Regions from separate parts of the Mus musculus genome. Here regions 1 and 2 are each linked to region 3. Evidence: chromatin contacts called from public Hi-C and promoter capture Hi-C data. All regions are on one chromosome and are shown on one strand. The core of a region is the stretch at or near the end of the contact, and the rest is flanking DNA. Distances in the headings are between cores, read along the strand shown.

Region 1 (2,700 bases), core at 77-2,576, 1.1 Mb after region 3:
CTTTAAACACGTCTTCTCTGCCAACAGCATTCATTACTATTGCCATTCCCTTATGTACTTCCCTTCTAGAACCTTCTGTGAAATGTACTCGGGTCTAGTTCTTCAGGAGTTTCCCTCCACAAACTCCGTTTTTCCCCCCTCTTCCCTGCCACACTTCTGCCCGCCTTTCCTCTCATCCTTTAGCCCGCATCCGTATACAACCTTCAAGATACGATTACAGCCAGAACTCCCCCTCGTAGATCCTTTGCCCTCTTCCTCACAGCTGCCCCCGGGAATGCACAAACTGCACCCTTCCCAAGAGTCCTGTTTGAAAACGTCTGGGACCCTTTGGTTCCGCCCCAGGTACTTTCCTAATCAGTAAACACCCGTCTCCACCAGCAGCTTCCTGCCTTTCATATGAGTATTCCGGGGTACCCTTTCTGTTCCTCAGGGCTGTCTCACCTTTTCTCCGAGAAAAAAGATCCGTACTTCCAAGCGCCGAGGACGGAGAAGCCCCAAGAGAGGTGCTGGATCCTCTGGCTGCACGGGCAGCGGCCGCGCAGCCGCAATTACAATCTATCTAAAATTCCCGCGCTCTCCGTCGCCAAGGAAACCGGCCGCTTGGCGCCTAGCGCTAGCCTTTCGGAACACAAGATCCAGACACGTCAGCGGAAGGGAAGGGAGGAGCGAGTTGGGGGGGGGGGGTGCTGAAACTGTTTCTGGGTTTGCGATTGGCTACCTAGTCTTTTTTTTTCCTGTATGTCGTCACTAGAAAGAGACGGAAGAGAAAGAATTTCGAGGTTTCTCTTAGGCAGCCCCTTCGCATCTACGCCTGCTTATTACGTCACAGTAGTTCTGTACAAAGGGTGGGAATCGCTCCCTGAGGCCGGAATATGAGCGCAAGGTAGTGCCCAAAGCAGTTGCAAAACGAGGTCTCATCCCTCCCTCAGCCTTCCTGCCATGGAAGTCTCCAGTTTCGGTAAATAAGAGACTTGTGTAAGAAGAACTACCAATTCCAGCATGCATTGCGGAACGAAAGGCCTTCTCCACAGCATCTCTTGGAAAGTGTAGTCTTACGGGAAAAGAGCTTCTCACACCGGAAGCAGGCACGAGTACCACAGGAACCCAGTCGGTACAGCGGAGACCTCCTCGCAGTTATGCGTCTTAGCTGCTATGAATCGCAGCGTTCTGTGTTCGTGTTTTGTGCACAGAAAATAGACTAAAAGGAGCTGTGGGTTCCAGGAAGACTACAATTCCCGTCCAGCCCCGCGATTCTCGGGTAACTAGTCCGCCAATGTCAGTGACCTGGGAAAAGCAGAGGGTGGCCAATCGGCTTGGGAAAGGGAAATCCAACCAGCTGACTTCTGCGCGCTAGTTCCGCCCCTCGGCCTGGGTGTTTGTTATTGTTATGCGGTTCAGAGAGCTTCTGTCCCTCCCTTGCCAACGCAGCACTGACCAATCGGTAGAGAGGTTATTTTGAGGGGCAGATAGAAAGAGCCAATCATCTTGTGGAAAACTCCGGGAAACATGGGACTAGGCCCGGTCTCTGTCCGCCATGTTAGATTCACCCCGCAGGGATAGCAGGCGAGCTGGCCGCGAACGGTCCTTGCACTGGCCACTGGCAAGCGCCCCCCGTGGGCGGAAAGCTGGTAAGGAAGCTACCACTGTTACCTAGAAGTAGGGGCACGCCGTTCTTAGAGTGCTCGGGGAAGTTCAAGGGGAAAATCTTGCAAAGAGGAGTGACTTTCCGTGTTCAGGGGCAGCCAGTCTTTTCAGTGACCAGATGAGGGAGTCGCTTGGGTTGTCATCGATAGTGGGGGGTGGATACTGCCTGAGGGAGACAGTTCATGGCTTAGAAGGGCCAGTTTCTGCTAAGAAAAGGTCTCGATCCCCCCCAGAACATAAAGAGGGCTTCGATGGTGGTGACACTCACTGTCCTGGGGACATGGAGTTCCGGGAAACCATTACTGGAAGACTGGGATTAAGTCTGCGACAAGAAAGGACATACATCTTCCTCATTCTGTCCCTTTCCTATTTTTAAGGCTCTATTGAAGGAAGATATCTTGAGCTAGGACCTTCCAAATTAGAAAGGCATCGTTTTTCCCGTTATGTCAAACACCCACCTTTCAGATGACACATTTTAAAACTCAGGTTGCTTGTGCCAGCTTCTGGTATAGAAAATGAAGTTCAGATTCCCAAATTGGCTTTATTAAAATTATTTGTCGGGGTTGAAAAATAATCACGTGAGGAAAAGCTGACTTAGCCACATGAACGTGAGTCAATAGGTATGAGTTTACAGTGCCATTTAGGAAAGTGCAGGCTTAGGCCCAGCTACCTGACTGCTGGAGGTAAACCTTCAGGTATAGATGTGGTTAACTGTACTTTTGATATTTTCACAAGTTCAAGATGATTGCTCTGGCTGAAAGAATTTTCACACGTAAGCCCTTTATGAAGACCTGTATATTGGCCAGCTAAACTAGAACCGCCTACTTCCTGTTTTCTCCCATGGGCAGAACAGCTGGTTGCTCCAAAGTATGGAAACTAATTCCCACTTGTGTAATTTCAGAACGGGGAAGAATAGTTTCCTTCCAGACAGAAAAGAGTGGAAGAGTATTTCTTGAAGTTGGAAAGTGTGTTTCACAATTTTTACATTTTGGTCACTTTGTTTTTCTGGTTTAAAGAAAAAACAAACAAACCAACCAACTTGAACGTGCTGGGGAG
Region 2 (2,700 bases), core at 148-2,647, 1.3 Mb before region 3:
AATAGATATTTGCTTTCTAAAATATACTTAGAGAGGCTGATTCTATCCATCCATCCATCCACACATCCATCCATCCATCCATCCATCCATCCATCCATCCATCCATCCATTCCTCCATCCCTCTCTCCCTCCCTCCCATCAACACTTTTTACTTACACCCAAAACATCTGAGAGGCAGAGGTGTAAGAACAAAATCCTGCTTCCCATGAGTTCATAGCCAGCAGAGGTGGACCCCACTATATACCTTCCACAGCTGGATCTAGATCTAGGGTGCAATGCACGCTGGGCAGGAGAGACAGATAAAGATGCTGCTGGCTGTGGTGTGGCTTGGAGGGGGTGTGAGGACAGCACCAGGGAACCTTCACTTTTTAAAGTCAACCCCTTGTGGCTTTGAGGCTGGTGAGCGGAACTCTAGGAACTTGGCCCCTCCAGCCCCAGCCGAGTCTGACTCTGCAGCCGAGATTTAAGATGTGTAACTGGGGTGTCTGGAGCTGGACTCCCCTTGGCACTTTGCTATAGTAGACACTGAGGCTTGCCTGGTAGAATAGCTTGTTATAGAGAGGGCTGTGGTGTGTGGGCTTTGTTTTAGGGGCTGTGCTGTGCTGGCTACAGTTTCTCTACGTGGAGTGCCCCCTGGGCCACTCAATTTTATGTTAGTCATTCACCCTTTAACCTGCAAGAGGCACAAAACCTGGGATGTGTAGGAGGGAGGAAGGGAGGGAGGAAGACAGACAGAGACAGACAGACAGATGACAGGCAGAGACAACAAGAGGCAGAGGTGGCAGCTAGTATTTGTATTGCACTATGCACAGCACAGTTTCCATCAGTTTCACTCTTCTCGTGAGCAAGGAGATTCAAATCCTGGTTTAACAGGACAGAAAGGAGGGACCCAGAGTGGGAGCAGGGTGTCCTGAACTCTCTAAAGAGAATTTTCTTAGTCCCCAGAGGTGCCAGAGAACATCACCCATCCCTACCAGCTGAGAACGTGTTCTATCCAGGCATCAAGGTCAGTCTACCAGGCTGTTCATTGCCTGCTGCTTGAGAGGACCCAACTTTATGCCTGTGTCTGTCTTGGCATCCACAGCTGTTCCTTCCCCTGGGTCTGAAAGAGCAGGTACATCCTCTCTCCAATGCCTCATCCAACGGGATGGCATTCTCTGAAAGCAGCCACCAGTTCACACCAACTGCCCTGATTGCTCTGGAAACTCCCCCCCCCCCCCATGACCCCTATCCCCCATGCATGTTCATTGCCCTAGAGTCTGGCTTTGTGTCAGAAGTTTTGACTTCTCTTAAGAGAAAGCTTACTTACCTGGGTCCATGGTGCTCTGGGGGCTGTAGAAATCACACAGGAAGGCTGTGCTTTTGGTTCTTGTCTCTCTCCAGCTAGCCCTCTCTGGCAGGGAGGAAGTGGTAAGAGCCCCTTTTAAGTTGTTCCAGAGCCCCTCCCACTCCTGTCCCACCCCTCAGAGTCTTCCTGGGCCACAAGGTATGTGATAACCACATTCGGCTGTCATAGGATCCTGAATCACTGAGTCGTTTGCCTTCAGAAAGCCCCTGGTAGTAGTGCCTTGTAGAGACTCAGGGAGGAGCTGCTTACATCTGTGAGTGCCAAGCACGCCTGGGTGGCTGCTGTGGGGTGAGATAGGCTGAGGCTCGGGAGTCAGAGGTGTACTTGCATCCTTCTCTTGGTTTTGAATAAAAGTCTCCCTTTCAGTATGAACTTGATCAGTGGCTATTGTCCCAGCAGCCGCCAGGCAGCCCCGACATACACCTGCGCAGCCAGGGTGAGGTCTGTTGAACGGTCCGGCCAGCAAGGCTTCAGTGACACAACCACGAAGTGAAAGTTTGAGTGTTTATTTTTAGTACTTAAGCTAAACATCACAGGACCTAGATGCTAGATATGAGGGTGCCTGGAGCCCCTCGGCTTTCTCTACTAACCGAGAGGACATCAAGTCTAAGTCATTATCCAAACTGGTTCCCCAAGAAGAGATTTTATTTATTTATTTATTTATTTATTTATTTATTTTATTTTATTTTATTTTATTTTATTTTATTTTATTTTTGTCAGTGCCATGATTGTCCTAGAACTTGTTCTGTGGACCTAGCTAGCCTCGAACCCATGGAGATCTACCTGCATCTGCCTCCCGAGTGCTGGTATTAAAGACATATGCCACCATGCCTGGCCTATTTTTATTTTACTTTTTTTATTCTTTGTGACCACACCCATTTTCCCCCACAGGGAAACTGATTGATATATTTATTGGCATTTTTAATTGTTGTGCCTGTGTGGTGTGTATGGTGTGTGTACACACGTGTATGTGTGCGATCGTATGCGTGAATGTGGGGATTTTATGCCATTGCACGTGTGAAGATCAGAGACAATGTCAGGTGTCAGCCTACTTCCATTCTGTTGCAGGTATCACGTCTTTATTGAGTGCCCCATTCTATACTAAGGTGAGCTGGCCTTCTGGGTGCGTGGTCTCTTGTCTCTGCTTCCCATCTCCTTGGGGGACTGCTAGGATGACGAATGCTCATGCTACTGCCAAGCTGCTTATGAGGGTTCTGGGATTTGGACTCAGTTCCTCGTGTTTGTGGGGCAATTCTCTGTTAGCTACTAAGCCACCTCCCCAGTCCAAGGAGTGGGTTTAAAACAAGCATAGAGATCATGTGGGGACTGTGGGTGGCCATTGAGTTCTAGAG
Region 3 (2,700 bases), core at 57-2,556:
CCCTCCCCCAGCACTGTAACGAGGTCAGTGTCTAGCGCTCCAGAGGTATGTGTTAAAGGATTTGTAACAGTACCAGCATCTCCACCTGCCTCCGAACCAACCTCTGTGGCGTCCTTTCTGGCTCCCCACAATCCATTTTCCACAATCCACTTTTCACTTTTGAAATATTTAAATATTTCGTATTTAAATATTAAAATCAGATAATCTCTCTACCCAGTTTCCCATCCATCACACTCAATAAAATCCAAACATTCCTCACACACACCCTCTGGTCTTTAAACCCAGCATATCCGGAATCGCTGGATTTTCTTTTTAACGTCCTTTCTTCTCTAAGCCAGCCTGGACCCTGACTGAGGCCTTTGGGAAGCCTGTAATGTGCACCCATTCCCTTTTGTACGGCCAATTTCTCTTGCCACTGCGAAGCTGGTTTAAATGACATTTCCTCCGATCCGTAGCTAGCCCTTCACCGTTTTTTAAATGTCATCATCACAGGAGTCGAACACGACCCACCGTTTTTCATCGCCTTTGTCCCTACCACCTGAAATCTGCGCTCAGGGGTGCAATGCGCACAAGCTAGACTCTCAGGGGGCATCCTCAGTGCCAGGCGCGGTGGCTGTCCCGTCGCGGGCATAATGAGGGAGCTGGCACCACAGACACTGCCCCCCACCCCCCAACCCAGCCCTCGCTCGCCCACGGTCGTCTCACCTGTCGGCCAGCTCCAGCACCTCGTGCACGCTGCCGGTGCTCACTCGGATGCGGCCGGTGTACATGTACTCGATAACGGCTTCCACCGTGTCAGGTTCGGGTCCGGGCTCTGAGCTCCACTTGCGCATCTCCACCCGGCCCGAGCGCGATTCCGAAAACTGACCCGAGAGTAAGGGCGTGAAGTACTCGGTGGCAGCGGCCAGCACCGAGCGGTGGGCACGGAACTCGCGACCTCCGGCCCCGCCGAAGCACAGGGTGATGTCGCAGAACAGGCCTTGACGCCGCTGCTCGTTCTGCCGCCAGGACAACTCGGAGCAGTGAGTGCTGCACTCGAAGTCCTCGGCCTCTGGGCCCGGATCGCTCCCGCCCGTGTCGACGAGGGTAGAGATGCCGGCCCCGGTCACGAAGTCTACCGTGCCACTGCCTCGGACCTCAGCGGCCAGGCTCGCGGAACCGGCGACGGCAGTCTCCATGCTCTCCATCTCCAGCACTTGAAAAGATGCAGCCGCGGCCGCAGCGGCAGCTGCCGCCGCCACAGCCGCCGCCATCTTGACGCCGCCGTACCGGCCCCCTCAGCTTCCGAACGGTGCGGCAAGTCTGATGCGACACAGAGGCATTCTGGGATTAAATAGTGCGCGCGGGGCGGAGCCGCGCCTGCGCACTTCTGCCGTGCTTACGCCCTCTAGCGAGGCAAGCGCAGTTCTCGGAGCCAGAAAAAAACTCAGGTCTACCTTTTCTCGCCCCTCCATTATGGTGGCCCCCTGTGCTTGTTTTGTTGAATTTTCTTCTACTTTATGTTGCTTTGGAGTGTATCCTCGCCATCACACGCACACACATTTTTTGTTTGTTTGTTTGTTTTTTAACTTTGTAGACCATGATAGCCTGGAACTCACAGAGATCCACCTTACCCCTGCCTCTGCTGGCCTGTGCCAATCCCAGCACTTGGGAGGCAGAGGCAGGCTGATCTCCCTGAGTTCGAGGACCTAGTCTCAGAAAGGACAGCCAGGAATACACAGAGAAACCCCGTCTTAAAACACAAAACGATTGACTTTGGAGAGAAAGTAATTTTTAAATTTTATTCTTATCAAAGTGTCTGTGCACAGGTCCTACAGAGGACAGGTAGGTGTTAGATTCCCAGTAGCTGGAGTTAAAGGCGGTTAAAACCCCCCTGATAAGGGTGTTGGGAGCCAACAATCAAACTGATTCTCTGAGAGAGTACTCCTAACTGCTAAACTATCTTTCCAATCCAGGAGGGGGGCAGTATAAAGAAAAATAACTTCGTTAAAGTTATTTATTTTTGCAGGTGTCTCTCATGTAGCCCAAGGTGGCCACACACTTGCTGTGTAGTTAAGGATGACTTTGAACTCCTGATTCTTCTCCTGGATTTTGGGATTACTAAAATGTTCCTGAGCACACCCAATTTTGTTTTGTTTTGTTTGTTTGTTTTTTGTTTTGTTTTTTGAGACAGGGTTTCTCTGTGTAGCTATGGCTGTCCTGGAACTCACTTTGTAGACCAGGCTGGCCTCGAACTCAGAAATCCACCTGCCTCTGCCTCCCAAGTGCTGGGATTAAAGGCATGCGCCACCATTGCCCGGCGAGCACACCCAATTTAACATGAGCTATGTAAGAAACCAGGGCAAGCCTGGCGTGGTGGCGCACTTCTTTAATCCCAGCACTCGGGAGGCAGAGGCAGGCAGATTTCTGAGTTCGAGGCCAGCCTGGTCTACAGAGTGAGTTCCAGGACAGCCAGGGCTACACAGAGAAACCCTGTCTCGAAAAACAAAAACAAAAAAAAAGAAACCAGGGCAGTTTAGTCACCCCAGCACCAATAAGTAAATAGCCCTAAAAATTACATTTATTTATTTTTATGGTAGGGTATTCGTGTGGAGTACAAAGCACAATTTAATGAACATCACTACGTTAGAGGATAGAACTCGAACTTGAGTCATTAATTAGACTTGGTTGGTGTTAGGTGCAATTAGCCATATTTTTTGC

The links. Hi-C and Micro-C count contacts between places; a contact is called where the count stands out from the background. Capture Hi-C pulls out chosen DNA fragments and counts their contacts.
Region 1: a promoter capture Hi-C map of liver shows a contact between it and region 3, with 3 times the contacts expected there. The contact joins the promoter of Nbr1 here to the promoter of Klhl11 in region 3. A contact is called at or near these places in 3 of 39 promoter capture datasets (embryonic stem cells, hippocampal neurons and pre-B cells), 2 of 115 datasets of contacts at active chromatin or transcription factors (large pre-B cells and pancreatic cancer cells) and 2 of 9 other capture datasets (adipose tissue and liver).
Region 2: a contact with region 3 is called in a Hi-C map of B cells, with 7 read pairs. The contact joins the promoter of Ccr7 here to the promoter of Klhl11 in region 3. A contact is called at or near these places in 5 of 39 promoter capture datasets (hippocampal neurons, liver, pre-B cells and 1 more) and 1 of 484 Hi-C or Micro-C datasets (B cells).

Annotation. Positions count from the first base shown.
Region 1 is chr11:101,551,328-101,554,027 of GRCm38.p6, forward strand. Nbr1 (NBR1, autophagy cargo receptor) reads left to right here and starts at 1,327. Exons shown (of 24, transcript NM_008676.3): 1 at 1,327-1,628; 2 at 2,661-2,700. It overlaps Brca1 (breast cancer 1, early onset), which reads right to left and starts at 628. Exons shown (of 23, transcript NM_009764.3): 1 at 442-628.
Region 2 is chr11:99,153,680-99,156,379 of GRCm38.p6, forward strand. Ccr7 (chemokine (C-C motif) receptor 7) reads right to left here and starts at 1,398. Exons shown (of 3, transcript NM_007719.2): 1 at 1,310-1,398. The coding sequence starts at 1,319.
Region 3 is chr11:100,471,476-100,474,175 of GRCm38.p6, forward strand. Klhl11 (kelch-like 11) reads right to left here and starts at 1,307. Exons shown (of 2, transcript NM_172565.2): 1 at 706-1,307. The coding sequence starts at 1,253.